Linked DNA regions of Mus musculus: regions 1, 3, 4, 5 and 6 are each linked to region 2. The links are chromatin contacts, called in public Hi-C, HiChIP or PLAC-seq and promoter capture Hi-C maps. All regions are on one chromosome and are shown on one strand. The core of a region is the stretch at or near the end of the contact, and the rest is flanking DNA. Distances in the headings are between cores, read along the strand shown.

Region 1 (4,876 bases), core at 672-3,171, 390 kb after region 2:
TATGACTGGTGGACATCCAGGTCCTCCATGTCCACAGAGGTATATGACTGGTGGACATCCAGGTCCTCCAGGTCCACAGAGGTATATGACTGGTGGACATCCAGGTCCTCCAGGTCCATAGAGATATATGACTGGTAGACATCCAGGTCCTCCAGGTCCACAGAGGTATATGACTGGTGGGCATCCAGGTCCTTCAGGTCCATAGAGGTATATGATTGGTGGGCATCCAGGTCCTCCAGGTCCATAGAGATATATGACTGGTAGACATCCAGGTCCTCCAGGTCCATAGAGATATATGAAGGAGGCATTGCAGAAAAAATGACTGCTATTGGTCTGGCCACGTTTCATATCTTCTACCTTAGATAGGTCACTGGGCTTTGGAGCTGCCTGTTTCATCCCTTCTTACAGAGCCAAGTGGCATCACTGAGTGACTTATCTCCCTCTGTGTTGTAGTCCCATTGGGGTCTTAATCTTGGCAGAGTGCAGTCAATCGCCTCCACCCTCCAGTTGTCCATCACTGAAGCTATTCCAGGGAGTGCTTCAGCTGCTGTTGTGGGACTGCATCCCATCCCAGAGTCCCCATCATGGCTTACAAGGACTCAGGTAGAGGTTGAATTAGGGGAGTCTGCTCTTTTCGGCCCAAATATCTTAATAATCTCGCAGAGGATTATGGAGGCTGTACCAACTTAACAAGAAGGAAAATAAGAGGACCAGAGAGATGGCTCCATGGCTAAGTTTGATTCGAGCACTTACATGAGGTAGCTCACCCCTACGTGTAATGGTAACTCCAGGGAATCTGATGTCTCTGGCTTCCACATGTATCCCTGCTTATGGACTGATACACATAATTAAAAACAAAATAAACCAGCCAGATGGTGGAAGTGCATGCCTTTAATCCCATCATTTAGGAGGCAAAAGTAGAAGGATCTCTAGTGAGTTTGAGGCCAGCCTGGTCTACAGAGCAAGTTCTAGGACATCCAGAGCCACACAGAGAGACTCTGTCTGAACAAACAAGCAAGCAAGCAAGCAAATACAATCCTTTTGTTTAAAAAAAAAAACACCAAGAGAACTGTGCATGTGAGAGGTTTATGGGTGTATCAGCAAGATGCAGACTCAAGGAATGGACTCCACAGAGGACTAGCTGACCCAGCCCTTGTGGCTGCTGGTAACCTAATCAGGAAATGCAAGGACCTGGGGAGGGAATGGCTCATCATTTCTAAGTTGAAATAAAGCAGGAAAAAGAGCAATGCAGTGGGGTTGACTCCTTTGGGAGCAGGATGACTAATCATTGACAAGGATGTTGGTGTAGATATGAATCTCCTTTGGCTCCCAAGATGAGACTAGGAGACACCTAAGAGATTTGGGAATCCAGCATCCTACAGGGCACGTAAATGTCTACAACCCAGAGACACACCCATTCCAAGTAAAGATGTTTTGTCCCTCCCAGAGGTGTCCCACCTCACCGCCCACTCTTCAAACTGGCAGTCTAGCCCTGTTGACGGTTACATGCCTGGTGAGTGCAAGATGCAGGAACAGTCTGAGCGTTTAGACTTGGCTTTGGTGTGGCTGTCAAGGATGCTTCGAGCTGTGTCATTTACAGAGACTTTCCTGTTTCGTGACCACTTGGCTCTTGTTTGTTAAGACCACAATCAAAACTACAAGTCATGTGATCTGTATAATAAGACTGTGAGTTTGAGTGACGAGATATGAGTGTGAACATACTTTATATTTCTCAAGTTGCTGCCTTCAAATGTTGAGCCTGATTGAAAGCATCTACCTCCCTGCTCCTAGTCATGCCTGCCTGAGATCCATCTATCTGTCTCCCTGCTCCTAGTCATGCCTGCCTGAGATCCATCTATCTGTCTCCCTGCTCCTAGTCATGCCTGCCTGAGCTCCATCCATCTGTCTCCCTGTTCCTAGTCATGCCTGCCTGAGATCCATCCATCTGTCTCCCTGCTCCTAGTCATGCCTGCCAGAGATCCATCCATCAATTTTCCCGGCTCCAAAGTCTTGCCTGTCGGACCTGAGAAAGAACTTTGTACCTACTAACATCATTTTTGTCCCACTGTGGCTGCTTAGTCAGAAGATGAGCATCATGAGGGGGCATCGTGTGATCCCTAGACTCTTACTCCTCTTCACCACAGGAAAAAGCAAGCAAGCAAGCAAGCAAGCAAGCAAGCAAGCAAGCAAGCAAACAAACAAATAGAAACGTGGTGGAGGCTTGACTGGCTACCAGTTGGGAAATTTTTCTAGTCTGCTTTTAGCTCAGGTGCTGATATCTCTAAGTGTCTGTCCTTGTCCAGATGGGACATATGCAGGGAGTGCTCCAGGAAAATAAAAATTTGAAACTGCATGGTCTCTTGTCTGCTTCCGTTCCTGCCTAGGACCCTACACAATGATGCTGGGATTCAAGGCAAGTGGCCATTGAGCCCAGCTTGAAGAGGTTCTTTAATAAAAGAGACACAGGCCAGGTGTGCTGGTGTATGCCTTTAATCTTAACACTCAGGAGACAGAGATAGGTAGATTGCTATGAGTGCGAGGCCAGCCTGGTCTACGTATCCAGCCATATCCATAGACAGTGAAACCCTGTCTATAAACAAATGAATAAACAACACCTCGAAAACTGGGCAACCATCTGACATCTACATTTGAATTTTAATACTTTGCATGATTCCTTGAGATTGGGGTTCAACCTTCTTCATTGCTGAGGACCCTCAGATGAGACAGGACAGATCTGTCTGGATGCAGCATCTCCCTCTGCATGCGTGGCCACCAGGGAAGCCCGGGCAGAGGCAGTTTCAAGTCAGACTCTTAGGGGTCCTCTTTCATGAGCCACAGCAGGAACTGTCCCCAAAGCCCCACTTCTTAAACTTCAGCCAACTAGCCTAGGGAAGCTTCTGTTTTCTTCTGACCCTCTCTGCCCTGAAAGTCCATGGAGTCAGAAATGCTGTGCCCACTTCCTGTAATGGACAGTATTTTTTGTCTGTAGATGGATAGGACAGTTTTTATTCAGTGGGTACCTTACCATAAGTGGAGCAACTCCTTATAGAGGTTTTGATGCTCAATTTCTTCTTTGAACTGTGAAGGGGTTACTGTCAGGAGCAGACATGTCTAGTCAAATGGTCTTTAATAATGAATTAATATTAAATGTCATATTCTGTGGATTTCTGATGTTTTTGAAGACTGTCCATCTATATAACATGTATCTGAACTGTTAAACCTTGACTATTCCTAGCTATTTCTATTTGAATATTGTAGAAAGCACCTTAATATGATTAGATCAGAATCTAATATAACCATGACTTTAAAATCTGGTCCTTAACTTGCCATACAAAAGCATCCTAAACAGTGTGTGATGGCAGTTATTAGAAGAACTGGGTCTAAGCCTTGCATTCGTAAATGAGTTGCATAGGCACAAAGCCTATTTAAAAGTAGCAACATTATTTTCTAATTTTGTATCAATAAAAGAAATTTATACCAATGAAAACCTTGAATCTGCATCAATCTATAAATCCTGGACTAATGTAAAACTATAACTTCAATTTGTGCCAATTATAAAGATTTCTACCAATGTAAGATTGTGGCTATGCAATTCTTTGCTTAAGAATAAATTTAGAAAACCATCCTATCTATCTCCTCTCTGTTCAAAATTATGACCGTTTCCAAATTATTCCTTAAAATGACAACTTATCAATAATTTATAAAATAACCATAACCAGACCCCCAAAGCCAAGGTATCAGGACCACAGCTCTCCACAACATCTTCCTGCTGAATAGGGGGTGACAAAAAAAAATTTGAAGGGGTGGGGAGGGGTAGGAAAGTTAGAAAATTTGGTTAGGCTTAAGAAGGCTAAGGCTCAGGGCTTGCCTGAAGTTCTGACTGGATCCGTCTGAAAGGCCGGAGGAGCTGAGTCCATCCGGTATGAGCAGCAGTTCCTGAGGCTGTTCCGGAAGCAAGTCTCTGCGCAGCCTCAGAAGCAGGGGTCTGGGAGAGCAGGCTATTGCAGCGTCCCTGTGGATGAATCTTGTCAGAGCTAAAAATTATATAATATATGAATCTTACAACCAAAATTTTAGTTCTATTAAGATATTCATATGGATTGTGCAAGATGCACAGATCAGCTAAGGATGAATTTTTGTTCCTTCTTAGAGCAGGTAAAAGACAACTATCCCTTTCTATGAGTTAATTTGATCAATAACCAATTGTAGTAAATCTTCATTCATGTCATATGAAGAATGTCACTATGAGGATTTCACAACCAACAAGATTTATTGTCTAATTTTAGCTGAAGTTTTGGCTGGAGACATTTCAGGTCTAAACCAGTTTTAGGGCTGTTCCCATATCAAGGAGTTAGCAGATCAAGTTACCTGTCCTGTTTGATTTTCTCGAGTTTTTCTTTTCTGTGGTCAAGATCTTCAGGGTTCCCCCCCCCCCCCTGTCATATCTGATCCATATCACTCTGGAAGGAGTCCTAACCTTTTCTCCTTTCCTGACAACACAAAATACAGAGCATCTCTCCCAAAATAGTATGTCCTAGCCCAGTAGCCAGAAATCATTAAAGACACAGATTGAATTAACTTAATAGCTTGACCCCTCTCACAGAGGAATTTTCATACAACCACCAAACTCATAACCACATGCATTTTGATAATTGAAACAATTCAAAAACAATTAATACAATCTAAACACATATTATTATCTGTTGAGAGAGTACTCCCTCATCATCTCCTGCCTGATTTACATGAGATCAATGCTGAGTTATTTATTCATCTGTATGCTTAAATTCTCCCTTCTATGGTGATTAATATCTCTGTGAATACATATGTCCCCTTTCTCTTTATATAACATGAATTAAATTATGTTTCTATTATCTGT
Region 2 (4,598 bases), core at 834-3,333:
AGTCGCCTCTCTTACCTAGAATACTTACATGCTGTAGTGTCTCCTAACTGCCCTTGCTTCTTGTGGCCTTCACACACACACACACACACACACACACACACACACACACACAAGGGTAATATATCTTTATTTTATTCTTTGAGAATTTTTTGCACATATACAATGTATTTTAATAATATCTACTCACATTCTTCTCCAACTCCCTTGGGATGACACCCACCCAAACACACACACACACACACACACACACACACAGAAGCTTTATTTTTGTGACATGATTTCTCTATTAGCCCAGGCTGGCTTCAAACATTATCCTCACACCTTCAGTTTGGGCTACTAGCATGGATTAACATATCTGGCTCTTCTTTCTGCTGCCTCCTCCTCCTCCTCCTCCTCCTCCTCCTCCTCTTCCTCCTCCTCCTCTTCCTCCTTCTTCTTCTGAGTTAGGGTCTTGTTATGCTGTCCTGAATGACCTTGAACTCCTGACCTCAATCAATCCTTTTACCCCAGGATCCCAGGTAGCTGAGTCCAGATATGGCCAGCATGCCTGGAAGATCCATTAAACTTAATTATGTCATTTCACAATGCTAGAATTACTTCCGTGATACTTGGAGTAAAATTGGAATTACAGTCAGACATAGTCATGAACACCTATAATTTCAGCAGAGGAAGGCAACCCTGGAGCTGGATATGGTGGTACACACCTGCAATCCCAGTATTCAGGAGTGGAAACCACCTTGGCTGCTTCAGACCAGTGTCCCAGACCAGCCTCAGATAAACAGGATCCTGTCTCAAGAAAAGAAAAATAAAAACCAACCAACCAACCAACCAAACAAACAAACAAAACACATTACTAGCATCACCGAGAGTAATAAAATATCATAGTGGCATATTTTTATAAACCCAGAATGTGGGGGGCAGAGGCAGGAGCATCTCTTCAAGGCTAGCCTTGTGTACAGGATCCACATGGTAGAAGAAAAAAACCAATTCCTCTAAGTATGGACTGTGGTGTTCCTGCCACAGAAAGAAATAAAGATAATGGCCTTCTTCCTCTTCCTCTTCCTCTTCCTCTTCCTCTTCCTCTTCCTCTTCCTCTCCTTCTCCTTCTCCTTCTCCTTCTCCTTCTCCTTCGATTTATTTATTATTATATGTAAGTACACTGTAGCTGTCTTCAGACACACAAGGTCAGATCTCATTATGGATGGTTGTGAGCCACCATGTGGTTGTTGGGATTTGAACTCAGGACCTTCAGAAGAGCAGTCAGTGCTCTTAACTGCTGAGCCATCTCTCCAGCCTGCCCCTCTTCTTCTTAAGCTATTGGGCTGCAACATCACTCCAAGGGAACCCAGGTTCCAGAGCTGGGGCATCAGGTGTAGGTGCTCCAGCAAGCGTGGGCTGGAGATCAGACCTGGTGGGGAGGGGCGGCTGGAAGGCAGGACCCATGCAGACCTGGCTGTAGATCAGGGACACAGGGAAATTTTGGGGCTCAAACAAGTTTGGAAAGATGGCAGGGACCCTGGTCATGGAGAACAGGTAGGTTGGACAAAGGAGCCAGTGGAACCGAGAAGAAGGGCGTCCTGTGGTGGCTTCTATCCCTCTCTATGTTCTAGTTTCTAGGCTCTTTCTTGGTGTCTGGCGCTTGCTTTTCTTTATTCCTCTCACATTCAGCCCTCTGTTCCGGAGGCTTTCGAAGTAACTCTATCTTAGTCTCTTTTTAAATTCCCTGCCCCGGGCCCCCCACTTTTGAGTACGTATCAGCTCGTCTTTCAGTTTGAGCCTCTCAGGAGGTGTTCTCTTCTTTAGGTCTACCCAGACTCTCACCCTCTTGTCTTCTTTTCCAATCTTGTTTCAGTACTGTACCTGGGGTCTGGGGTAGGAAGAACCCGCTAGGACCAAAAAAAAAAAAAAAAAAAAAAAAAAAAAAGGCGCCAGGGGGCGGGTCCAATCCATCTTCATTTGCATATGTATGAGGTCTCCTGAGCGAGCAACGAAGAGGCGGGGTTCCTGAGGGGTGGGTGGGAAGGGGGCGGACACCCTCAGAGTCACAGACTATAAAGACTGTGCGCAGGGTTCGCGCTCCCCGCACTGCTGAGGAGCGGAGCCTCCGATTGGGGGGCCCCTATCCTTGTCTTTCCCCCACAACTGCTTGTCCCCGCCCCAGCTCCCACTGGCTGGGCCAACTGTGGTGTGGCTGTCGCCGTTTGTCGGAGGAGCCTTAATCGGCCACCTGCCGCGTTCTACAGCCTCTTTGCATCTCGGATTTCGGGGCGGCTCCCTCCCCCATCTTTCCCTGCTTCTTTGCACCCCGCTTTTTCTGCGTTTCGCTCGAATTTTGGAGCCGTCTGGTTTTGCACCCCTTTTTGTTTTGCTTCTAGGCGGTGTGTGGGGTGAAGGTGCCTCGGCATCCCTTTCCCTGGTTATCTTTCCCTGTTTTGACAGCCCCCCTTTCTATCGCAGTCGGGGGGCCTAGCCTCGGTGCACCTTCGCCGCACTGCCAGCAGACCACAGTGCGTGGCTGTGCACCCCGGAATTTGCAGCAGCTGTATATCTGACTGGAGTCTCCCTGCCTCGCTCCCGCGCGCATTTGGTGCGTGGAGGGCTTCAGCGCGCGACGCCCCGGCTTCTCCGCAGCCCCCAGCAGCGCGCCGGGACTCGCCCCGTGCCTCCAAGATGGTCATCCAGAAAGAGAAGAAGAGCTGCGGGCAGGTGGTTGAGGAGTGGAAGGAGTTCGTGTGGAACCCGCGGACGCACCAGTTCATGGGGCGCACCGGGACCAGCTGGGGTACGCGGGGCTGGCGCGGGAAAGGTGGTAGCTGACCGCTCGGCGATGCCTTTGGGGCGCAGGGTCCCGCGGGCGTCGCCCCAGCTCCCCTGCCGGGTCCCTGGCGTCCAGCCCCCACTGTCGGGCTTTGGATCGGGAGGGGCCCCGAATCAGCGGTCTAATCTCTCTGACTGGCCGCTGCGGAGGCGGAGAAAGTAGGTCACTGCCGCCTGCCCGCCCCCCGCGGAGCCCCCTCGGGCGGGGGGTCGCGGGCTCTGCGCGCGTGTCCGTGCCACGGCGCTCCCGCTCCGGCTCAGGCCCTGCGGCTGCACACGGTCATCATCCCTCTCCCCGAAGAGTGCCCTAACTCTCCCTCTGGCTCTCACTAGCTAGCCAACCTCGTTTATTTTTAGCTCTCACCCACCCCCTTGGACCCTGGGAACATTCATGAGGAGGCGGATCTGGCAGGGGGGTCTTGGGAGGGGGGGTTCTTAACAGCGGAAGTTGTTTGTCTGTATTCCACCATTGGGCGTTTGGAGTCCTCTGTGGCTGCTTTGTGGGTGGGGGGCTGCCAGGAGGGATGGTATTTTTCCAGGCTTGAGGTTTTCAGATGTCAGAGGTGGAGGGAGTAATGGTCACTGTGCTGATATGGGTACATCCTCAGGCAGGGTGTTTACATGGGACTCAGATGCCTTGGAAGAACTCTCTACCCTTACCTCATGGGTGTGCAAGGACTTAGGTAGTCAGGGGCTGCTGATGGGTACCCGGTGAGGTAAGGGTGACTGACAGTCTTGCAAGACAGTGCCAAGCTGGAGAATTGAAGCACAAGGGATTCTGTGTGACATAATTTACGACATATCCACATCGATTGGACACAGTCTTCATCAGACCACCCACCTGAGGCTTAGGGGACCATGAAAGGAGATCAATGCAGCCCTTGTCCTCAAGGAACCCAAGACCCTGTGGGATGTGAAGGATCAACGATGGATGCTTGGGCTACTCAGAAGCCTCCACAGAGGAACTGTCTTCTTAGGTAGAAAGACTGAGAGTTCAGGGAGATTGGAACAGCATGTCCTCCTCACTGGAGGCTTAGGATAGGAGTCCTGAGAGATGATGTCCAGGGAAGGCTTCTAGGAGATTCTGTCTTCTCCTTGACTCTGGCCAAGATCCTGTGTGAGTTAAAGGTGGGGGTGACTGCTGGGCCATTAGCCCCTCATTTCAGGGGCTGCTTCCTCAGGGCGAGAGACAGACAGACAGACAGACAGATCTTGCTACCTGAGTCCTCTGAGGTGATAAGAATTTGGCTGAGAGTGCTGCGCAGTTACCAGGTTGCATCCAGATCCTTGTGCTCTGAGACGGCTCTAACTTCGAGTTCCGATACGGCAGGAACAGATGCTGCCTTTTCAGGACCGTGCAGGGTTGAGAAGTTGGAAATGCATTAGCCGCAGAATGACAGTGGCCTATTCTTGGAGTTGTCACAACAACTACAGTTTAGGTCTCTTGTGGCCTCCAAAAGGTCAGACTTCACTGTGCCCCAGGAGGAGTCTGGGAGTCAGGGCTGGAGCTGGACCCTGCCTGTTTCCAGCTTGTTTCCTTTAGCTCCCAGGGGAAGGCTCTAAGATATCCTGTCGCTCCTTGGCCTATCCCCGTACACAGCTTGAGAGGAAGGAGGAAGAGAGGGGTTGGTGGAAGATGTGGGAGCTGCTGACTCTAGTTCCTCTATCCTAGCCTTCATCCTCCTCTTCTACCTCGTCTTCTATGGTTTCCTCACGGCCATGTTCAGCCTCACCATGTGGGTAATGCTGCAGACCGTCTCTGACCATACCCCCAAGTACCA
Region 3 (4,666 bases), core at 366-2,865, 390 kb before region 2:
CAGAAGGAAGTTCTTGGCTCAGCAGCAGACTGACTGGCTCTGGAGAAGACTGGAGTTCAAGTCCCAGCACACACATAGTGGCTGGCAGATGCTAACTCCAGTTCTAGGAGATCCCATGCCATCTACTGGATTCATTGGGCACTGCATGCTTGTGGTACACACTATGCATGCAGAACACCCAAACACATAAAGTAGCTTTTGTTTGTTTTATGACAAGGTTTCTCTGTGCAGCCCTAGCTGTCCTGGCACTGGCTCTGTAGACCAGGCTAGCCTTGAACTCAGAAAACTGCCTGCCTCTGTCTCCCAAGTGCTCAGATTAAAGATGTGCACCACCACTGCCCAACACATAAAATATCTTTAAAAAAAAAAAAAAAGCAAAAAAATCCTCCAACTCTCTTCAGCCCCCAGGGGGTATCGGGGTAGCGGGGAGAGGAGGTTCTGGCCCTAAGAGGAAATAAGAACTCAGAAAAGTTCAGAATGGTACATGCTTTGCCAGGAAAGTCTACTTCAAAACAGCCTAATATATCCCAATAGATCTCGCTGCAATATTACAGACTCTACCATCCCAAAATAATACTATGGAACCTGATTAATAAGCCAGAATAGCCTAATTGTCTCACTATAGCCCGGTCTACATAAAAACACTGCATGCCCAGCATATTGGCTCACACCTGTTTATTTCAGCTCTGGGGGCTAAGGCAGGAACTCCATGGGTTCGAAGCCAGCCTAGGATACAAGGAATAAAGCCCTACCTCCAAACAAAAGAACAAATCAAAACAGGCAAACAAAATTACAGACTATCTCTATCTAACTCGCGTGCAGACGTCTGAGAGCGAGCATCCCAGCTCACCAAAAGATAGATGGCTCTAATCTCCGCACAGCCTAGCATAACCTCAAGCATCACTTCTTTGCCTTTTGGCTAAAATCATGGAGAGAGAATGGCCAAACAAACCAGTGTTCCCCATTCCTCCAACCTAATTTTCTCGCCATCCAGCCCTTTCTTCTATGTGTCCAAATATAACCTTGTCCGTCTTGGGATGGGCTTTCTACCTTAGCACAGTACAATATGCTATGCTCCACTACAGGCCAGAAACAGTCCAAGGTAGACCGGTCTCCCTCAATATCGCCCAATCCACTCTAGCATACCCACCGTCCTTCCCAGTCTAGGCCTCGCGCTTACCCAAAATCCTGATCCATGGACTTGAAAAAGTACTTGGCGCCCGCGGGCCGCTGCAAAACGCTCTTGAAATCGCCGAGCGTGATGCGCTCCGCCGGGACAGGGATCTTCACCAGGTAAGGAGTCTCTTCTTCATCCAGATGGTAAATCACCTTCGTCTCGCCTACACCACCGCCCCCCGCGCTGCTGCCCGCCATGGTCTCGCTCGCGCGCTCCCGGGCTCAGCCGCCCACCCAACAGGACTAAGCGCCCCCGCCGCGCCTGCGCACACCCGCAAACTGACGCGCTAGCGCCAACAGCGCAGGGCCAGTGCGGAAGACGTGCCCAAGGAGGATGGCGGGGACCAGCGGGCTGATCGGGAAGAGCTGTGTGGCGAGACTCAAAACCTAGACCGCACAGTCGAGGGCCACTAGCTCCACGGACGTCGCGAGCAGCACCGAGGTCCCCGCCCACCTCTCCCCATGCCACGTGACCCAAGCCCGCCCACTTTGCGCAGCCGACTGTGCTTCACGTGACTTCCTTGAGTCACGTTACTACAAGCTCCACCTAGACACTCACGTGACCACTGCCTTGAGCAACGGTCTTCAGCCCTAGACGACTCCGCCCCCAAACGTGTACAACCCGCCCCCCCCCCTCCCAAGTACCTTAGCAAGCTTCTACTCTTGGAATGCTGGCAACTGGCCCCCACTTTGCCTTACCCATCTGAGGTTCAAGGCACCTCAATAGCAACTATAAGAGGGGCGGGGATATGGGCTGATGAGTGAGAATTGTAACCTGGGACCCTTAGGGCAGTACTCCTACTAGACTGTACTTGGGATGAGAAAGCCGAAATAGTCTTCAGAGATGTCTGAGGGGCATTAGACAGTGCCCAAGCCAGATTTGGCCCCTAAACTTCCCATCTCCACCTCCCAAATTGTGGAATTACAGCCCTGGACTTACAAGTGGCCTTCAGCCCCAACTCCACCCAAGACTTCCACCAGGTTTCCCAAAGATCCCCTCCCCAAATAGGACAAGGAGGGCTGTAAAACACAAGAGCCCACTCTGCTTTATTTACAACACGCAGGCCGTCTGTCTGAGCAGCCGGCCAACAGTATTAAAAACGAGGCGAGTGCTAATTGACACCTTTTTCTTTCCTTCCTCACTCCACAGGCTTTGGTACTCCACCTCTGAGCAACCTCGCTCAAATGGGGGAGCCCCAAATTAAAAATACATCCGGTGTAAAAGAAAGTAAACGGGAGAGAGAAGAAACATGAGGGGAGTGCTGTATTTACACTACAGTTTTATAGACAACTATCCCATTACATCCCAGTTTGAGCCCTGGACCTGCAAGTGAAAAGGGTACAGGGTTGACTGGACAGAGATTCTGTCTACAGATCCAGCCTCCCCGACCCAACTGTAATGGGGTCAACTTCAAGTCCATGGAGCAGGAAGGACAGAGTAGAAGACACTCATTTCCAAATACGTCTCCCTTGGGAATTGTGGCCCTCAAGTGGGGACAGCCTCCTCACTCCAAGGGAAGGCTGGGGACCCTGAGGCTCAGTTCCCAAGTAATGTCACAAGTTCCAGCCTTAGTGATGTCAGGGTTCTCCAGATTTGGGGAGACCCCCTAACCGCCGGGCCTCTGGCCGAAGTTCCTTGCATTTCTGGCAATAAAAGAAGTCGGGAACGTTGGTCTTCTTAATCTTAGCACAGGAGAGGTGGATCCACGTCCCACAGAGGCTGCACTCAATCATGGGCCGCCCCGCAAAGGGCTTTCTGCAGTAACACGTGATCAGATCCCAGGAGTCGTCACCTGGAAAAGACAAATCTCTTTAGTGTTCTGCTTCAAGGCGTCAACTCCTAAGAGCCCCCAAAGCTATCACCTCTGCTCCCCACCCCGGGCAGCCCAACTTCTCACCTGATTCTACCATGATGTCCTCATCCATGACCCGCATCTCGCCTTCACTGGAGCTAGCATCTCCATCTTGGCTTGTTTCTGTGCTGCCCACATCTTTGCCTTCACTGTCAGTAGGGGGAGCACCTTCAGAGTGCACTGTAACAGGGGGCCTGGGGGCCTCAGGGGGTGTTGGGAGCACAGGGGCTGGGACTCCACCCCCCACTGTCATCTCTTCCTCATCATCTTCCTCTTCTTCCTCTTCCTCCTCCTCTTCAGAGTCTGTATCACTGGGAGGAGCCCTAGGAGGGCCAGGAGGTGGGAGTCTATCTCCCCGATCTGCCTTTTTCAACTTCCGCTTCTTGCTCTTCTTGATTCGAGACCGCTTTTCCCCATCCCCAGGAGCTGGTCGAGGTCTCCGAAGCACCCCAAAGCCAGCCCCACCTCCTGGTCCCAACTTTCTATTCTTTCGGTCCTTCTTTCGAGGCTGGGAGAGGTCCCCCTGGGACAGCGGCACTGGGGCGAGAGCAGCGGGGGGCCGGGAAGTATGCGTCAATGATGTGGGAGAGAGTGGAGATGCCACTTTGGGCCCATCCAGATCAAAAAGAGAGTCCTTGAGCTTCATCTTCTCAAGCAGAGTAGCACTGTCAGGAGCCTGCAGACGAGAAAAAGTGGACCTTGGGGGTCCTGGCTGGGTAGGACCTGATTGAACTGCCCTTCTCTTTGATGACTTTGCTTTCTTAACAAAAGTCTGGATAGTTCGAAGGTCCGACGGGGCCGAGTCCCAGCCATCACTGTCTGCTGCACTCTCACCTCGCAATGGAGAGCTAGAGCCAGAGGCTGGCCAATCGCTTTCCTTAAAAGGAGGAAGAGACTAGGGTCAGCCGGAGTCTAGTGACAGCTCAGCCCTGCCACATGTCCAGCATAAAAACCAGGAACTAGACGTATCCCTACCCCAAATCTGATGTGTACTCTATAACCTACCTTCCTCACAGTCCTCAGGGGACCTTTAGAACACAGAAGCCACAGCTGTTACTTCCAGCACTGTTTTCAGTATCTCGTTTGCTAGGACACTCATCTCCCTACAGCTTACCTGGAAACACTTTTCTGTTAACAGCCACTCAAAACCATTAAAAAGTCTTGAGCAACACTCCAAATTTTTGTTTCTGCCGTTCATTGCCGTTATTCCATCCCTCCAAACCAGCTCTCCCACCATAGCCCTAAGGGCTTCCGGTTTTCTTAGTCTTGCATATTACAGTAGGCTCTTCCTATAAAGTAATTCACTCTGCCTCACCTCAGCTACTTTTCTGTTCCTTACCTCTTTGCTAGGGGGGATGTAACCAGCATAGGCCAAGACAAAACTGCAGAATTTGTTAAAATCCTCAATGGTTCTCCGCCTTTTCTCCGGTGGCTAAATGGAAAGACAAAACACGATCGTATGGAAGCCAGGCACGAATGTTAAAGGAGCCCTTCCCCAAAACACAGCCCCCTAAATTGTCACTCAGTGTTCTGGTATGGGACAGCTCACCTGAGTCTCTGGTTTAAGAGTCGGAGGCGGATCTGTGAAATCAATAAAAGCTGAGTCAAGGCACTAGAAAAGAGTCCGTGTAAAATCC
Region 4 (4,681 bases), core at 1,655-4,154, 270 kb after region 2:
AAGGGTTGGGTGATTCTCCCTCAAGCCAAAGAGGAGCTCCCCAGCCTGTTCTAGGTGACCTAGAAAGGGTGGGGGGAACACAGAGGGCCAGGCATGGGGCAGACCCCCACGCTGGGGCTCAGGTTTCTAGGGGACGAAATCCTCCCTCTTCAAGGCCTGGATACAGACTAAATTTGAGTAGGTCAGGCCAGGGACCTAGTCAGGAGCCTGTCTTGCCTGTGGGACCGAGCAACACAGTGGATATCAGGCTAGGGAGATTCGGGCACATTCCCCCTCCAAGGAGGGGCCAGGGAGTGGCAGTTTGCATGGGGAACCCCCATATCCTCCTTGCCGCCTTTCCCAGTCTTTCTCTCCCACTCCTGGTCTGTCCCAATCCCTTCTTCTGTATCAGGTTATCGGTTGTACATATAAATTATACTTTCCTTTCTGCGTGCTGTCATTTTTGCCTGGGGAGGGGAATTTTTTGTGTGGAGGTAAAGTAAGGATGACTGCTTTGTACTGTTTCATCTTAATAGGTTCCCTGGGGGCCCCTTGCATTGTTGTTGTTTTTTGTTTTGTTTTTTTTTTTTGAGACAGGGTTTCTCTGTGTAGCCCTGGCTGTCCTGAAACTCACTTTGTAGACCAGGCTGGCCTCAAACTCAGAAATCCGCCTGCCTCTGCCTCCCAAGTGCTGGGATTAAAGGCGTGCGCCACCACCGCCCAGCTACTAATCCCTTTTCTACTTTGTGACTTTTCTGCATTTTTATCTCTTGAATCATTCACCAGAATAAGACCTTTTTCCAGTATTAAGCACAGGATGAGCTCAGCACAGAGCTGGTGAGTGGTAGGATCCTTGAGGTCCCAAAGGCAGGTGCCAAGAGCAGAGGGAGCCGCCTGCCTGACACTGAAAGCCACCTCCCCAGAGTCAGCAGAGGTCACCACAGCACCACAGCTCCACTGTGGAGCAGACACCTTGTTTTATTTTGTTTTAAAGAACTGGGATGACTGTGGTGTCCCTGAACTGTTGGACAGAACTCCGTCTTAGTCAATAACGTTATTCAATAACAGTCTTTCACAGATTGAATGAGCCCAGATACTTTATTCTAGAGACTATTACATTCAAAATAAATTCAGCAAACATTTTTTTTTGAATACATATAACATTAACACTGCTATCGGCTCTGGAGATAGTCACTTGAAATTTATACTCTAGAAATACTCAAAACATAAAATAGCAGAAAATAAACATAGCATTCCCTTTGGCAACACGTATAGAGAAAACATACACATTCCCACAGATGCATGCTGGCCTCCAAAAGGGGAGATTTCAGCTGGAACCGAAGGACAGGAAAAAGACAAAACATTTTACAAATGGAGGTTTATACCCTAGAACTACATACATTATTTGTCATTAAAAACAAAATCTTGAAGACCTCTGAAAACTGAGGCCTTGTAAATTCACATTTGTAGCTCAGAAAAATTTTTCTCAAAAGAATGTCACTTTGGCACTTTAATGCGTCACTAGTGTTTTAAATGTTCCACCTACAGCTGATGATGCCATCTCAGAGTGACTAAGAGCTAAACCAGTGATTCTTAACTTACATACACATACCTGGGATTCTAAAACTACCGGGGAATGTGGACTGGGGTCCTGAAATTCTGCATTTCTAGCAAGCTGTGAGACCAACCAACACTGCTGGTCTTGATTTTAAGTCTACAGTAAGATATTTACAGGACTTTAGAATAGAACTAACTACATACAGTAAACAATGTCCCATTATGGGACACAAATTAAAATTATGTGAGCATCTTTTTTTTTCTTTTCCCCAGTATTGCTACAGAGTCAGTAAAGATAACAAAGGCCTAAATTTTGCTTCCTTTATCAAATGGCTCACCCATCTTTGATAAGCCTTTAATAAGGCCTCATGTAAATAAATGCCCCTTGGATGTTTTCATACCTGCCCTATCCAGCTGAAGGGAGGTTGTATATGCAAGATTCCCAATCATAAGCAGGGAGTCAACTCAGTAATTGCTGGAGCACGGTAACAAGAGTGGGAAGATGGCATGCCAGCAAACACAACCAGATAAGTGAGATTGACATGACATATAAATTAGCTTATCCCCTGTCCTGTCCTTTTTTCCACAGTACACATTGTCAACCACAGACCACTGCTAAAATTGGATCCTTTGCTTACACCACAGACTCTGAACAAACGCCAAAGCTTTGTTATTTTTTTTTTCTTCCTACATTATGGTAGGCTTTGTTTCTATTATCCCTTGGCCACTCCATCCTGAAAATATAATGCTGGCACAGTCTAGGAGCCTTCGCCGCTCAGAATCCACACCATCTAGGGTCCTTTCTGTTGAGCTCCATCTCCATCACGCATGTACCAATTCCAGCATCAGCCTTGATTTCCAGGTAGTCTTGACATCAACCTTTTGTGTCAGAGCACGCCTGAGGATGCTGCTCCCACCTGCTTTCTGCCATAGCTCTGGGGTTCCTTGGTTACAGCGTACAACGGGTCATGTGGGCAATGTCCTTGACCTCTGGACAGTAGAGCACTGGAGGAAAGAAGAAGGGTTAGTGGCAACAGGAGGATGCAACTTGACCCAGCATTCTTCGGTGCAATGTACCCAGTATCCTCCCTAGGCCGCCCCTCACCATTGCTAGGCAACGGACGCCGCAAGCGGCGTGCCGGCGCCAGGACCCTGTCCAAAATTCGGCGAAGCGCGCGCCAACCCGCACTTGGAGGTCCCGCCCCCTTCTCGCTCTCCGCTTCCCCGTCGTCGTCCTCTCCATCCTCTCCGCTGTCTTTGGCCGGGCTCCCCATCGGGTCTCCTTCACGCTCAGCCCGGGCTTTTTCCTCCAGCCGTGACCACAAGACAGGGTCTAGCGCGATCTCCGTGACGCCGCCGCGCGGGAGCGGGGAAGGCGCGCGGCAGAACGGGCACGTGACAGCGCGGCGCAGGCGCACCACGCGCGCGGCCGTGCGGCTGCCGTCGCCCCGCGCTGCCAGCTCGCGCAGGCAAGCTGTGCACAGCGTGTGGCCGCAGCGGGCGCGCGCCGTGCCAGGCAGGCGGCGGGGCGCACGGGCCCCGAGGTTGTAGGGTCGGAAACAGATGTTGCAGTCCAGCTCACCCAGCTCGGGAAGAGAGGGCACTCTCATCAAGAGCTGCATCGTGGTCACCGTGGCCCGAGGGCTTCGATCTCTAGGCGGCTAGGATACAGAACGAATGAGCCCTCCTTGGGCCAGGGCAGGGGCCTGGGGCCCGCGCCGCCGCCTCTGTCCCCTTTTAATAGTGAGGCCCCGCCCTCGAGGCGTCACGCGCAGATGGGCCGCTCCCTTCCGAGGCACGCGTTGGGGCGGCAGAGGCGCGAGGCTGGACTTGCGAGTGGGGATGCAGCGGGCTGAATGCCCAGGACAATGCCAGAATTACCCGAGGGAAGAGGGGGGCACGCTCCACCCACAGCCTCCATGGCGGACTCCTCACCCCCAGCAAAACACTAGCGCTGTCACTTAAACCTACCTGATGCAGGTGTCCAGGTCTCCTCTTGCACACAGTCACTAGCACAAGTCTATATGGCCCTGTTGGCCTATTTGTCACATGTTCATACTCTTTCACAATCCCCTCCTGCCCTTCCCCTCACAAACAGGCAACATATGCCAGGTTTACTGTTGGTTCTGCCCAGTTTTAATTGGTCTTCTGGATGTTTGGATTGTGCCCAGCCATAATTCACTCTGCCCTCGCCTCTCCTTTTTATACATGGCCTCTTGGGTTCTTTGGAAGGCTGGCTCCCTCAAATTCCTCCCCCTACCCCCTCTGAGAGTTTGAGTCCAGCTAACACCTCAGCACAAGGAGGGACCTAGATTCCAGGAGCATGGCCTTAGGAATGCTGGGAATCTTTTCCTTCCGGAGTATCCAGACTTGGACACCCACACAGCATGATGGTGGAAACGAAGCAGCTCTGCGTGACTTCTGACTCAGGGGTCTGACTTCTCCCACAGGTAAACAGGACGTGGTACTCACAGCCCACATTCCCTCACGGTGTGGCACCCACACCCAAGCTGCCTCCTCAGCCTCTCGAACCCAGGCTCTGTTGCGGAGGATAATAACACAGTCTTGACACAGCTGGCTCAAGAACAAATCCTAGTTGTGACACCCACAGACAAGTTACTTCATTTCTCTGGGCCTTGATTTCTTCATCTACAAAGTGTGGGTAATAATAGTAAGGATGGAAAGAGCTTGTGTTTGTAAGGTGCTTTAAATGGTGCCTGATGGTACACAGTAAACATCAGATAAGCAACAGCTGTTATTATCCTTATCATCCCTGGCTCCACGCCGGCTTTGTGTTCTCTGTAACTTCTCTGTACCCAGTATTTCCCATACACCATCTCTTGGTTAATACAAGATGGGTTTCTTTACATGGTATAGCATTTACCGGCCCATCACAGGTAAGATAGAGCTGGTTTTGGTTTTTAACATTAGCATTTTAAAGCTAAAATCTTTGAGGGTAATCTTTGTTTTAGGGACAGGGTCTTACTCTGAAGCCCTGGCTGGGCTGAAACTTTTCATATAGTTCTGGATGACTTCAAACTCACAAGAAATCTGCCTGCCTCTGCCTCCTGAGTGCCGGCATTAAAGGCTATTGTTACCATGCCTAACAACAGTAATCTTTTGCCCAGTCTAAGTTGGAACCTAC
Region 5 (4,494 bases), core at 254-2,753, 370 kb after region 2:
GAACTCACGTTGTAGACCAGGCTGGCCTCGAACTCAGAAATCCACCTGCCTCTGCCTTCCAAGTGCTGGAATTAAAGGCGTGCGCCACCACGCCCAGCTTCTTGTGGAATTTTTGTAATTCTACTTGTTTAAAGTTTTTCCCTAAAGCTTGCATATGAGTTGGAAGGCAGGAGAGAGGGAGGGAGGGAAGAGAGAAATTATGCAGGAGATGAAAGATAACAATTTAATCAAAACTAACCACTGAAGGGGTAAATGAATGTCCTGTGCCTGTAGATAGAATACCTCAGAGCAAGGGGGTACGGAGTGGCTGCAGCAGTCCCAAGCCTGGAGAGACCAGTCAACAGGTCCAGACCTTACTTATTGGCTGGCTCTCAGCACACAGGTGTGGCTCACAACTGTGTGTAACTCCAGCATTCTGATGCCTCTTCTGACCTCCATCGGCCATTGCACACATGTGGTGCACACATACATACATACATACATACATACATACATATACTCAGGCACCCATACATATGTAGAAAATAATTTTTTTTTTGAGACAGGGTCTATGTGTAGCCTTGGCTGTCCTGGAAGTCTCTAGGTATACTTGGCTGACTTCGAACTCATAGAGATCCATCCACCTGCCTCTGCTTCCCTTGTGCTGGGAACAAAGGCTATTACACTCTGCTATAAATATTTTTTTTACAGTTAAAATTGCAGCAATTATATGTTTGCTGTCTATCAACCTATGAACAATAGATGGAGTGACAGTTTATAATTGTGAAAAACTTAACATCTATGATGTTCTTCAAAATTTCCCCCTAGCTTTAGTGTCCACGGATGATTTTTAAAATTAACTCTATTATCTTATTTATCTTTGTCTGTATGTACAGACAGTGCACCACCAGGTGCTTTCTCTCAGAAGCTAGCACTGGATCCTCTGGAATTGGAGTTACAGATGATTGTGAGCCATCATGTGGGTGCTGGGAAATGAACCTGGGTCCTCCGAAGAAAGCAGCAAACGCTCCTAACCATTGAACCTTTATCTCTCCTCCTTCCCACAGATGATTCTTTTCTGAGACGGGGTTTCTCTGTGTAGCCCTGGCTGTCCTGGAACTCACTCTGTAGACCAGGCTGGCCTCGAACTCAGAAATCCGCCTGCCTCTGCCTCCCAAGTGCTGGGATTAAAGGCGTGCGCCACCACGCCCGGCCCCACAGATGATTCTTATCTGATTCCCTTTTTGAAGAGACAGCTGAAAAAGATAAACATTTTATTTTCATATGTAAGTCTGACGTTGAATTCGTGCGCGGTGTGAGGTACAGTCCAGATTCGCTTTCTCTCCCTGTATGATTAGTTAAAGCAACTGTGGCTGTCTAGAAGCAGGGCAGACCCCACTCTACAGAGGAGCTGTAGAGACTCTCAACCTCCATCAGCCCGCCCTGTTCTGCTTGATTAAAAGATCCTAATCGGCTTGGAGGGATTAAGGGCTGCAGCGGGCTGTTCCCACACCCCCCGCCCTGGGCTGGGCTGCCAGGGGAGACCGAAGGGGCATCGATCCTGTGACCCCTTAGCCAAGCCCTAGCCCCGGACTTTCCGGTAAGTAATGAATGACCCACACAGGAACTTCGGTCCTGTATGAAGGCGTGGGAGTATTCCCCACTGAACCCCCAAGACTGCTGAAGAGGAAGGGAGGATAAACAATCTAAGTACAAACAGGCTAAACCAAAAAGACCTTGGGGCGATGAGCTGGGCTGCCATCTAGGGTCCTGGAAGCCAAGACACCCTAGGGGGTTGGGCGGAATTTGAGAAACAGGCTTGAGGGGAGAACCTTACGGGAGTGAGTGCTGAGGGCCCTCAACTCTTATCTTGTTCGCTCTGTGTTCACAGAAGAAGGCAATGAGCGCTTGGCTCCTGCCAGCCGGAGGGCTTCCCGGCGCCGGGTTCTGTGTCCCTGCGCGGCAGTCTCCGTCCAGTTTCTCGCGGGTCCTGCGCTGGCCAAGGCCTGGGCTACCGGGACTCCTGCTACTGCTACTGCTCCCATCTCCTTCTGCCCTCTCTGCTGTGTTCAAAGTGGGGGTGCTGGGCCCCTGGGCTTGCGACCCCATCTTTGCACGGGCCCGACCAGACCTGGCTGCGCGTCTGGCCGCCAACCGCCTGAATCGTGACTTTGCTTTAGACGGCGGCCCCCGGTTCGAGGTTGCGCTGCTCCCAGAGCCCTGCCTGACTCCGGGCTCACTAGGGGCTGTGTCCTCTGCGCTGTCTCGAGTCTCTGGCCTGGTGGGTCCGGTGAACCCCGCAGCCTGTCGGCCAGCCGAACTGTTGGCTCAAGAAGCTGGAGTAGCGCTGGTGCCCTGGGGCTGCCCTGGCACGCGGGCGGCGGGTACTACAGCCCCGGCGGTGACCCCCGCTGCAGATGCTCTCTACGTCCTCCTTAGAGCATTCCGCTGGGCGCGCGTGGCCCTGATCACTGCACCCCAAGACCTGTGGGTGGAGGCGGGACGCGCTCTGTCCACAGCACTCAGGGCCCGGGGTTTGCCAGTTGCCCTAGTGACTTCCATGGAGACTTCAGACCGGTCTGGAGCCCGGGAGGCCCTCGGGAGGATCCGAGATGGGCCTAGAGTTAGAGGTAAGCTCCCCAGTAGAGTGCGGGCAAGGTGGGTGGGTCCTGCCGAGAGTGGACAGCGTAGCGAGCCAGCCTCTGTGTCCGTCCGCTCCGCAGTAGTGATCATGGTGATGCACTCGGTGCTGCTGGGCGGCGAGGAGCAGCGCTACCTACTGGAAGCTGCAGAAGAACTGGCTCTGACTGATGGCTCCCTGGTTTTCCTGCCCTTCGACACGCTTCACTACGCTTTGTCTCCAGGCCCGGAGGCTCTGGCTGCATTTGTCAACAGCTCCCAGCTCCGCAGGGCTCACGATGCGGTGCTCACACTCACGCGCCGCTGTCCTCCTGGAGGCAGCGTGCAAGACAGCCTGCGCAGGGCTCAAGAACACCAGGAACTGCCCCTTGACCTCAACCTGAAGCAGGTAGATAGATTACAAAAAGAGAAGAGGGAGGAGAGCCAGGGAAGTGAGCTGAGAACAGACAAGGAGAGAAGGATGGAACTAGAGGGAAGAGGAAGGTGTAGCCAATGGGCAAGGAGAGGGTGGAGCCAATGGGCAAGGGGAGGGTGGAGCCATGGGCAAGGGGAGGGTGGAGCCAATGGGCAAGGGGAGGGTGGAGTCAATGGGGCGTAAACTGTAGCGGCATCTGAGCTGGAGTTTCCTGGGTGTTGTAGAAGCTCTGGTTTGGCTTAGCCTCTGCCTCCCAAAGTGCTGGGATTAAAGGCATGCGCCACCACTGCCCAGCGTCACAACAGTGTTCTTAACTTTGTGAGGGCCCTAATGTGAAAGAAAGATCCCTAGGTGGAGATGGGGGCTCCAAAGATAAATTTCCAACATCCAAGTAGTAATCAGAATTTCTTGAGTCTCTAGGATCCAAATTCAGACTATCCAATACCATCCCAGTCACAAAGGGAGTCTAGAAGCTACTGAGGTAGAAGGGAAGCTAGATATCAGTAGGAAGAAAATTAGCAATCAAGAGAGTCATATTCATGCCAGGCTTAGTGATATGGGTTTGTAATCCCCCATATACAATAGGCTGAGGCAGGAGGGTGGAAAGCTCAGGCTCTTCCTGAGCTACAGAGTAAACTCTGGTTTACCATGGGCTTGTCTTAAAAAGTCAAGAGATGGTTGTATGCAGCACGTGGGTAGGGAACTTGCCCAGGCTTGGGTAGGCTACTTGCCCAGGCTTGGGCAAGGCCTTAGGTTCAATTTCCCAAAATAAATAAGTAGCCACACCCAGAGTCAAGAGGGACCACCACTGAAAGAAGGTGGGGTGTGGGGTGGAGAGTCATACTGGACTATTCCCCACCAATGCCTCTAGCCTTCTCCAAGAAGGTATTTGGGGTAGAGGAGAAGAAAGCTTGGGAATAATTAATAAAGTAAGGGTAAGATGGGACAGAGAATCTGTCAGTCATGGAGAAATGGGAGGAGCAGAGGTACTTCCATTAGCTGTCATGAAGGGCACAGCCAGCTGACCATGCTGGAGACCCGATTCCCCTCCTGGACCCCACGAACCCAGGCGTGAAGCCCTATTACCTTGACTTCTGAAGGTTGTTCGAATCCACTCATACTCCCCTTCCTCACTGACACTGCCCTGACTCAGGGCACAACACTTCTGGACCCAAGTCCAGAATCTCAAAATGCTCACCCGACCCAGGCTCTCTCTGTCAATCAGTACAGCAGGTTTCAGAAATGGGGTGCTCTACAGTTTGCATGCCTGGTTCAAGGCCTCCTGGGAGCATCTGGATGGCATCCTGAGTTGGGAGCCTTCATTACTCTGTATAGATGGAGGTCTCTCCACATGGTCTAGTAGGTCTTGAGTCTTCCTTTCTCTTTCGTCTTCCATGAACTCCAGCCAGACTTTAGGTTCTTAAGCGTGTTCTCTTTTTTCTCTCTCCTACCACCCCCCA
Region 6 (4,495 bases), core at 150-2,649, 480 kb after region 2:
GTGTGCTTATCTGTGTCCGTCTGTCTGTGTGAGCCTGTCTGTGTGTACCTCCAGAACAATAAACACTACCCAGGAAGCTCTTGCATGTCAGGACTTTAGCAGTGCTCTTTATCAGACACTGTTGCTTTGGGATCCCGGCATTCCTAACCCCAGTCACATTCCCTACGCGCCGAGTTCTGTGAGACTCCATTCCTAACCTCACACGAAGCCTCTGCAGTACTGTGCAGTCTCTGTCCCTTGCCCACCTGTTCCTGGCCGCAGCTCCACAGTACAGTAGCCATCGATCCACTGGTAGCAGGGAAAGTGGACAGCAGAGCCATCGGGGGCAGTGACACAGATTCGACTGCAGTACCAAGGGTCCTTGCAGAAGAAAGCAAAGCGCTCCTTGTGTAAGCGCAACAGCAAGATCTCACCCAGCTCTGCTTCACAGCGCACCTTATACTTCTGAACCTGGAGTGAGGGAAGCAGCAAGCAGGCCTTTGAGCAACCAGGAACTGTCGAGGACATCTTTGCACTCTGAAGTGTGCATCAACACCGCTACCTTTCTGGGATATTGGCCTGAGCAGTCGTTGATCCATGTGGTTCCTTTGTGTGATTGAGAGAAAGAGCCCGTCTCCATCCAGAGAGGAGCAGGCACCATACTCAGTGCCTGAGTGAATTTTTGTAGGGATTCCTACCCTCACTGCCAGTAGTTCACTTTCATGTAGGGTCATTAGCAAACTAAACTAGCGACCGACAAAGCAGACCCCTCCCAAAGAACAGGAGACCCATGATCTGATCAGAGGAATCAATTTGGTCAAAGCCTAGTGTCAATTAGGGGAGGAGCCAGGCCAGGCAGTGGTGGCTTTTAATTCCCCCTGCACTCAGGAGGCAGAGGCAGTCAGATTGCTAAGTTCAAGGCCAGCCTGGTCTACACAGAGAGTTCTAGGACAGCCAGGGCTACACAGAGAAACCCTGTCTGGAAAAACCACAGAAAATAATAACAATAACAACAATGATAGGAGAAGCCAGGAAGTTAGGGGAAGTCCCCAGAATCCATTCCAAATGCCCTTCCCCACAGCCCTGTCTCAGAACAATTGGTATGGTTTATCGTCTCCCAAAAGTCAGGGATGTCAAAGAAAATGATCACAGGACATAGCAGGCATCCTGAGTTCAGCAGGACTTGACGAATCCAACAAGAATAATCCTCACTTCCTTCAGGTTCCCCATCTCTCCTCTGTACTCACCGATCCAGAGGCGAAGTCCCTGCCTACGCGATCCAGCTTCTGCTTAGGGCTTTCACCACAGGTGCCTACCAATGTAGCATAGATGTTATCCAATGTGCCAGCCTTCAGGTAGGAACCAGTGGTCACACACAGCCGATATACTGCCATGACTGGACCCAATAACCCCAAACCAGTAGCTAGCCTAGAGAAGGTACGCTACAGGTAAGAGAGAGTCAGCTCCTGGGCAGGAGGCTGGGGGCTGGGGAAGGGTGGGCCTGAGGAAGGATCCAGCTCTAGGACGTTCCTGGGCTCGCGCGCGCTCTCTCTCTTTCTCGATCTCTCACGGCAGCTCCGCTGGTAGCTCGGGAGTACTATCCCCACCCACCGACTTGCACCCTAATACTTGTTTGCATGCCTCTGACACAGCCTGTCCCTCTGGCTGGCTCATCCAGATGGATATCAGAAGCCTGGGCCCATTGGTGAGGGAGGGAATAAGGAAGGAGGGACCAAGTGGCAAGTGGAAGACAGGGAGGAGGTGACGCGTGTTGGGACACTACTTTGTGTCTGATCAGTGGCTTGACTAATGTCCTGAAGCCCATGTTCACCCATTCCCCAGATTCCACCTAGAGCCTTTTCCTCCTATTTCCAAACCAGAAATGGGCACCAGAACACCAGAATTCCTACATGTGAATCACCCACGTGAATCACACCGTGCATCGGAAAGCTGCACCAATTCATAAATGCCAGGTGACCTCATCAACAATCAAGTGAATAACACACATCTTAGCACGTGACAAGGCCATCATGTTCTCCTTCCTGCCACCGACCCACCCATCTCCTCCTAAAGTCTAGTCTTCTCTCTGTCTCCAGTTTTTGTTATTCCCGACCTCAATCACTCCTTTGAGATAGGACCTGCCTGCCAAGTGAGTGGAAGCCTGCCCGACAGCATCTGGAGGCCCTCATGTGACATTCTTTACGCTCCAGGTCCTCCCTCAGCCAGCCTGCTGAACCGTGGGAGGCACCCTGTATGCCCTAGGTGTCCAAGATATAGGTCACAAGGACCAGGGAAGAAAAAAAATAGACTCTACCGGGGAAACCTGTGGCCCGCAGCGGCCCCGCGTGGCTGGTCTAGGCACCTCTAGATTCCTGCTTGAGTGGCGCTCCTGCCCTCCTTAACTTCTAATAAAAGCCGAGGCGTTAGCGACTAGGTTTCAGTAAGTCAGAGTCTCGGACAAAAACGAACTTCATCCTTTAAATACACACAAGAATACGTAGGTATCATAATAAATTCATTTAGGCAAAAGTGGAGAGCTTTGCTAAGAGCCCGGATAGCTCAGTCGGTAGAGCATCAGACTTTTAATCTGAGGGTCCAGGGTTCAAGTCCCTGTTCGGGCGCTTAGCTTTTTGTGGGAATCTGCACTTACAAACACTATTGTTAGGCTGTCTTGTTTGACAATAGCTCTATAATAACAAAGTAATTGCATTCTTTTTAAAAGGAAATGTAAATTGAACGTAAGTTCCGAACAATCAGAAGAGGGAACAGCATTACGTTAAAGTACTAGCTATACAAACGAGGAATACATCAAAGAGAGTAAAAAGAAAATGGGGAAGTTAATATTATTAATATTAATAATATACTTCATTTACTACAATATTTGAAAATCTTATTTTAACCCTAATTGGTGTTTTAAAATCCGCATTTTAACGAATTTTTAAATTATCTTCCTTAATTTTCATGTTTAGAAGAAAGCACTCATATTTCAGGTACTCAATAATCACATTTTAGTAGTTGGCTTCATGTGTTTGTTTTGGTTTGTTTGAATAAATGGAGTGATATGCAAAATGGGATATAGAATAATGTATATAATTTCTGAGAGCACTACAGAAGAGGGGGTTCCATGGTGTAATGGTTAGCACTCTGGACTCTGAATCCAGCGATCCGAGTTCAAATCTCGGTGGAACCTTAGCATTTTGCTAGTACATCAACATAATAAATATATTTGTTTGTAATTTTTCATGCTTAGTATGTCTGTTACAGATATTCTAGTATAATTTTTTAAATTACACTTATATACACCAAGATCTGCGCTGAATTAGTGTATAAGAATACTTATTTCAACAATGTTTGTCACGTCTTGTCTATGAATATGGAAGCAATCTTGGGTTTTGTTGACAAGCCAAAGTTCATAGCCAAGCAGTGGCTTGTTCTCATAAAACTAAAGAGGCCTTCAGGAGAAAAACTCTGGCCTGGCAGCGGTGGGATTCGAACCCACGCCTCCGAAGAGACTGGAGCCTAAATCCAGCGCCTTAGACCGCTCGGCCACGCTACCCGCATGGAAGCTGCTATTTCCCGTCGTCTTCCTAAGAGAGTAGAAGGAAGTCTTCTCAACGCTCACAGCCACGAACTGACCCGAATTTCTTTTGTTGCTGTATATTTCAAACCCGAAATGAGGACTCACCGAGGCGCTAAACGACATTGTAAAGAAGCGAAACAAATGGTCCCAAAGACACAGAGATTTACAACAAAACAAGTTTATTTAGTGAGATCAAATCTGGGAACCGAGCAAGTCTGAGCTTGGTAGCTTACGCAAGAAGCAGCCCGAGCTTTGCACTGCTGGGGAGCTCAAATTTCGTTAGTCTCCCTCTCTGTTTCTCGCACCTGCATCCACCCTTCCTGTCACCTAGCTCATGCGCTTTCCATACACTACATTTCATTCCGCTGACCTGAGGCTGTCACCTCTAGCTCCTATGACGCTCCGCCCCATCTCCTTGCACACGGACACACACACACTCTCTCTCTCTCACACACACACTCTCTCTCTCTCTCTCACTCACACTCTCTCTCTCTCTCTCTCTCTCTCTCTCTCTCTCTCTCTCTCTCTGTCTCTCTGTCTCTCTGTCTCTCTGTCTCTCTCTCTGTCTCTCTCTCTCTCCCTCCCACGCTACCCCTTTTTTTCCTATACTGGTGTCCGTAAGCCGGAAGGAGGCGCCGCCCGCCATGTGGCTCTGTGGCGCAATGGATAGCGCATTGGACTTCTAGTGACGAGAAAGCGATTCAAAGGTTGTGGGTTCGAATCCCACCAGAGTCGGTTTTATTACTCATTTTAATCTTTTCTTGGCTTTTAAAAAATTTAAAGACCCACAAATAAAGTTCAGCTCCAACCTCAGTCTGTCGCTCCGCTCTTTACTTACCTGTCTCCCCCAGGGCTTGGGCCGTGGAGAGCAGGCCTAAAGGTGGGAGAAGGGTATGGGCAAGTAGGCGTGGCGCCAATATAAAGGCAGGCCCCTGG

Evidence for each region. Promoter capture Hi-C pulls out the DNA fragments that hold promoters and counts their contacts. Hi-C and Micro-C count contacts between places; a contact is called where the count stands out from the background. HiChIP or PLAC-seq counts read pairs in DNA pulled down with a chosen protein or histone mark. Capture Hi-C pulls out chosen DNA fragments and counts their contacts.
Region 1: a Hi-C map of cortical neurons shows a contact between it and region 2, with 2.6 times the contacts expected there. The contact joins the enhancer-like site here to the promoter of Atp1b2 in region 2. A contact is called at or near these places in 5 of 39 promoter capture datasets (3T3-L1-derived adipocytes, cranial neural crest, frontonasal cranial neural crest and 2 more), 1 of 484 Hi-C or Micro-C datasets (cortical neurons) and 3 of 9 other capture datasets (adipose tissue, liver and macrophages).
Region 3: a contact with region 2 is called in a promoter capture Hi-C map of pre-B cells, with 6 times the contacts expected there. The contact joins the promoter of Dvl2 here to the promoter of Atp1b2 in region 2. A contact is called at or near these places in 10 of 39 promoter capture datasets (the C10 cell line, cranial neural crest, embryonic stem cells and 5 more), 1 of 484 Hi-C or Micro-C datasets (embryonic stem cells), 3 of 115 datasets of contacts at active chromatin or transcription factors (bone marrow-derived dendritic cells, craniofacial prominence and fetal liver) and 3 of 9 other capture datasets (adipose tissue, liver and macrophages).
Region 4: a promoter capture Hi-C map of adipose tissue shows a contact between it and region 2. The contact joins the promoter of Rnf227 here to the promoter of Atp1b2 in region 2. A contact is called at or near these places in 9 of 39 promoter capture datasets (the HPC-7 cell line, cranial neural crest, embryonic stem cells and 6 more), 1 of 115 datasets of contacts at active chromatin or transcription factors (craniofacial prominence) and 3 of 9 other capture datasets (adipose tissue, macrophages and pancreatic islet).
Region 5: a promoter capture Hi-C map of hippocampal neurons shows a contact between it and region 2, with 5 times the contacts expected there. The contact joins the promoter of Gucy2e here to the promoter of Atp1b2 in region 2. A contact is called at or near these places in 11 of 39 promoter capture datasets (3T3-L1-derived adipocytes, the C10 cell line, cranial neural crest and 8 more), 2 of 115 datasets of contacts at active chromatin or transcription factors (bone marrow-derived macrophages and neural tube) and 3 of 9 other capture datasets (adipose tissue, liver and pancreatic islet).
Region 6: a contact with region 2 is called in an H3K27ac HiChIP or PLAC-seq map of embryonic stem cells, with 5 times the contacts expected there. The contact joins the promoter of Aloxe3 here to the promoter of Atp1b2 in region 2. A contact is called at or near these places in 15 of 39 promoter capture datasets (the 3T3-L1 cell line, the C10 cell line, the HPC-7 cell line and 10 more), 1 of 484 Hi-C or Micro-C datasets (embryonic stem cells), 9 of 115 datasets of contacts at active chromatin or transcription factors (the 230-238 cell line, astrocytes, embryonic stem cells and 3 more) and 3 of 9 other capture datasets (adipose tissue, embryonic stem cells and liver).

The regions. Positions count from the first base shown.
Region 1 is chr11:69,208,661-69,213,536 of GRCm38.p6, reverse strand. No RefSeq gene overlaps it. Among named protein-coding and RNA genes, the nearest start is that of Alox8, 13 kb to the right of the region's middle. Within about 2 kb of position 1,921, at least 47 of the 459 cell types and tissues checked have an H3K27ac peak or open chromatin away from gene starts, as enhancers often do. A contact at or near this core is called in cortical neurons, where this site is marked.
Region 2 is chr11:69,603,445-69,608,042 of GRCm38.p6, reverse strand. Atp1b2 (ATPase, Na+/K+ transporting, beta 2 polypeptide) reads left to right here and starts at 2,083. Exons shown (of 7, transcript NM_013415.6): 1 at 2,083-2,782; 2 at 4,490-4,598. The coding sequence starts at 2,671.
Region 3 is chr11:69,997,541-70,002,206 of GRCm38.p6, reverse strand. It overlaps Dvl2 (dishevelled segment polarity protein 2), which reads right to left and starts at 1,615. Exons shown (of 15, transcript NM_007888.4): 1 at 1,181-1,615. The coding sequence starts at 1,374. Phf23 (PHD finger protein 23) reads right to left here. Exons shown (of 5, transcript NM_030064.4): 2 at 4,579-4,610; 3 at 4,369-4,461; 4 at 3,075-3,906; 5 at 2,196-2,969. The coding sequence ends at 2,755.
Region 4 is chr11:69,339,019-69,343,699 of GRCm38.p6, reverse strand. It overlaps Rnf227 (ring finger protein 227), which reads right to left and starts at 2,904. Exons shown (of 2, transcript NR_027827.2): 1 at 2,642-2,904; 2 at 1,059-2,541. Chd3 (chromodomain helicase DNA binding protein 3) reads left to right here. Exons shown (of 40, transcript NM_146019.4): 40 at 1-427.
Region 5 is chr11:69,234,031-69,238,524 of GRCm38.p6, reverse strand. Gucy2e (guanylate cyclase 2e) reads left to right here and starts at 1,503. Exons shown (of 19, transcript NM_008192.3): 1 at 1,503-1,579; 2 at 1,871-2,609; 3 at 2,703-3,007. The coding sequence starts at 1,880.
Region 6 is chr11:69,123,281-69,127,775 of GRCm38.p6, reverse strand. Aloxe3 (arachidonate lipoxygenase 3) reads right to left here and starts at 1,399. Exons shown (of 15, transcript NM_011786.2): 1 at 1,227-1,399; 2 at 246-450. The coding sequence starts at 1,373. It overlaps n-TKctt27 (a tRNA gene), which reads left to right and starts at 2,528; the gene lies at 2,528-2,600. n-TRtct4 (a tRNA gene) reads left to right here and starts at 4,208; the gene lies at 4,208-4,294. It overlaps n-TLtag3 (a tRNA gene), which reads right to left and starts at 3,535; the gene lies at 3,454-3,535. It also overlaps n-TQctg6 and a transcript of Hes7 not described here.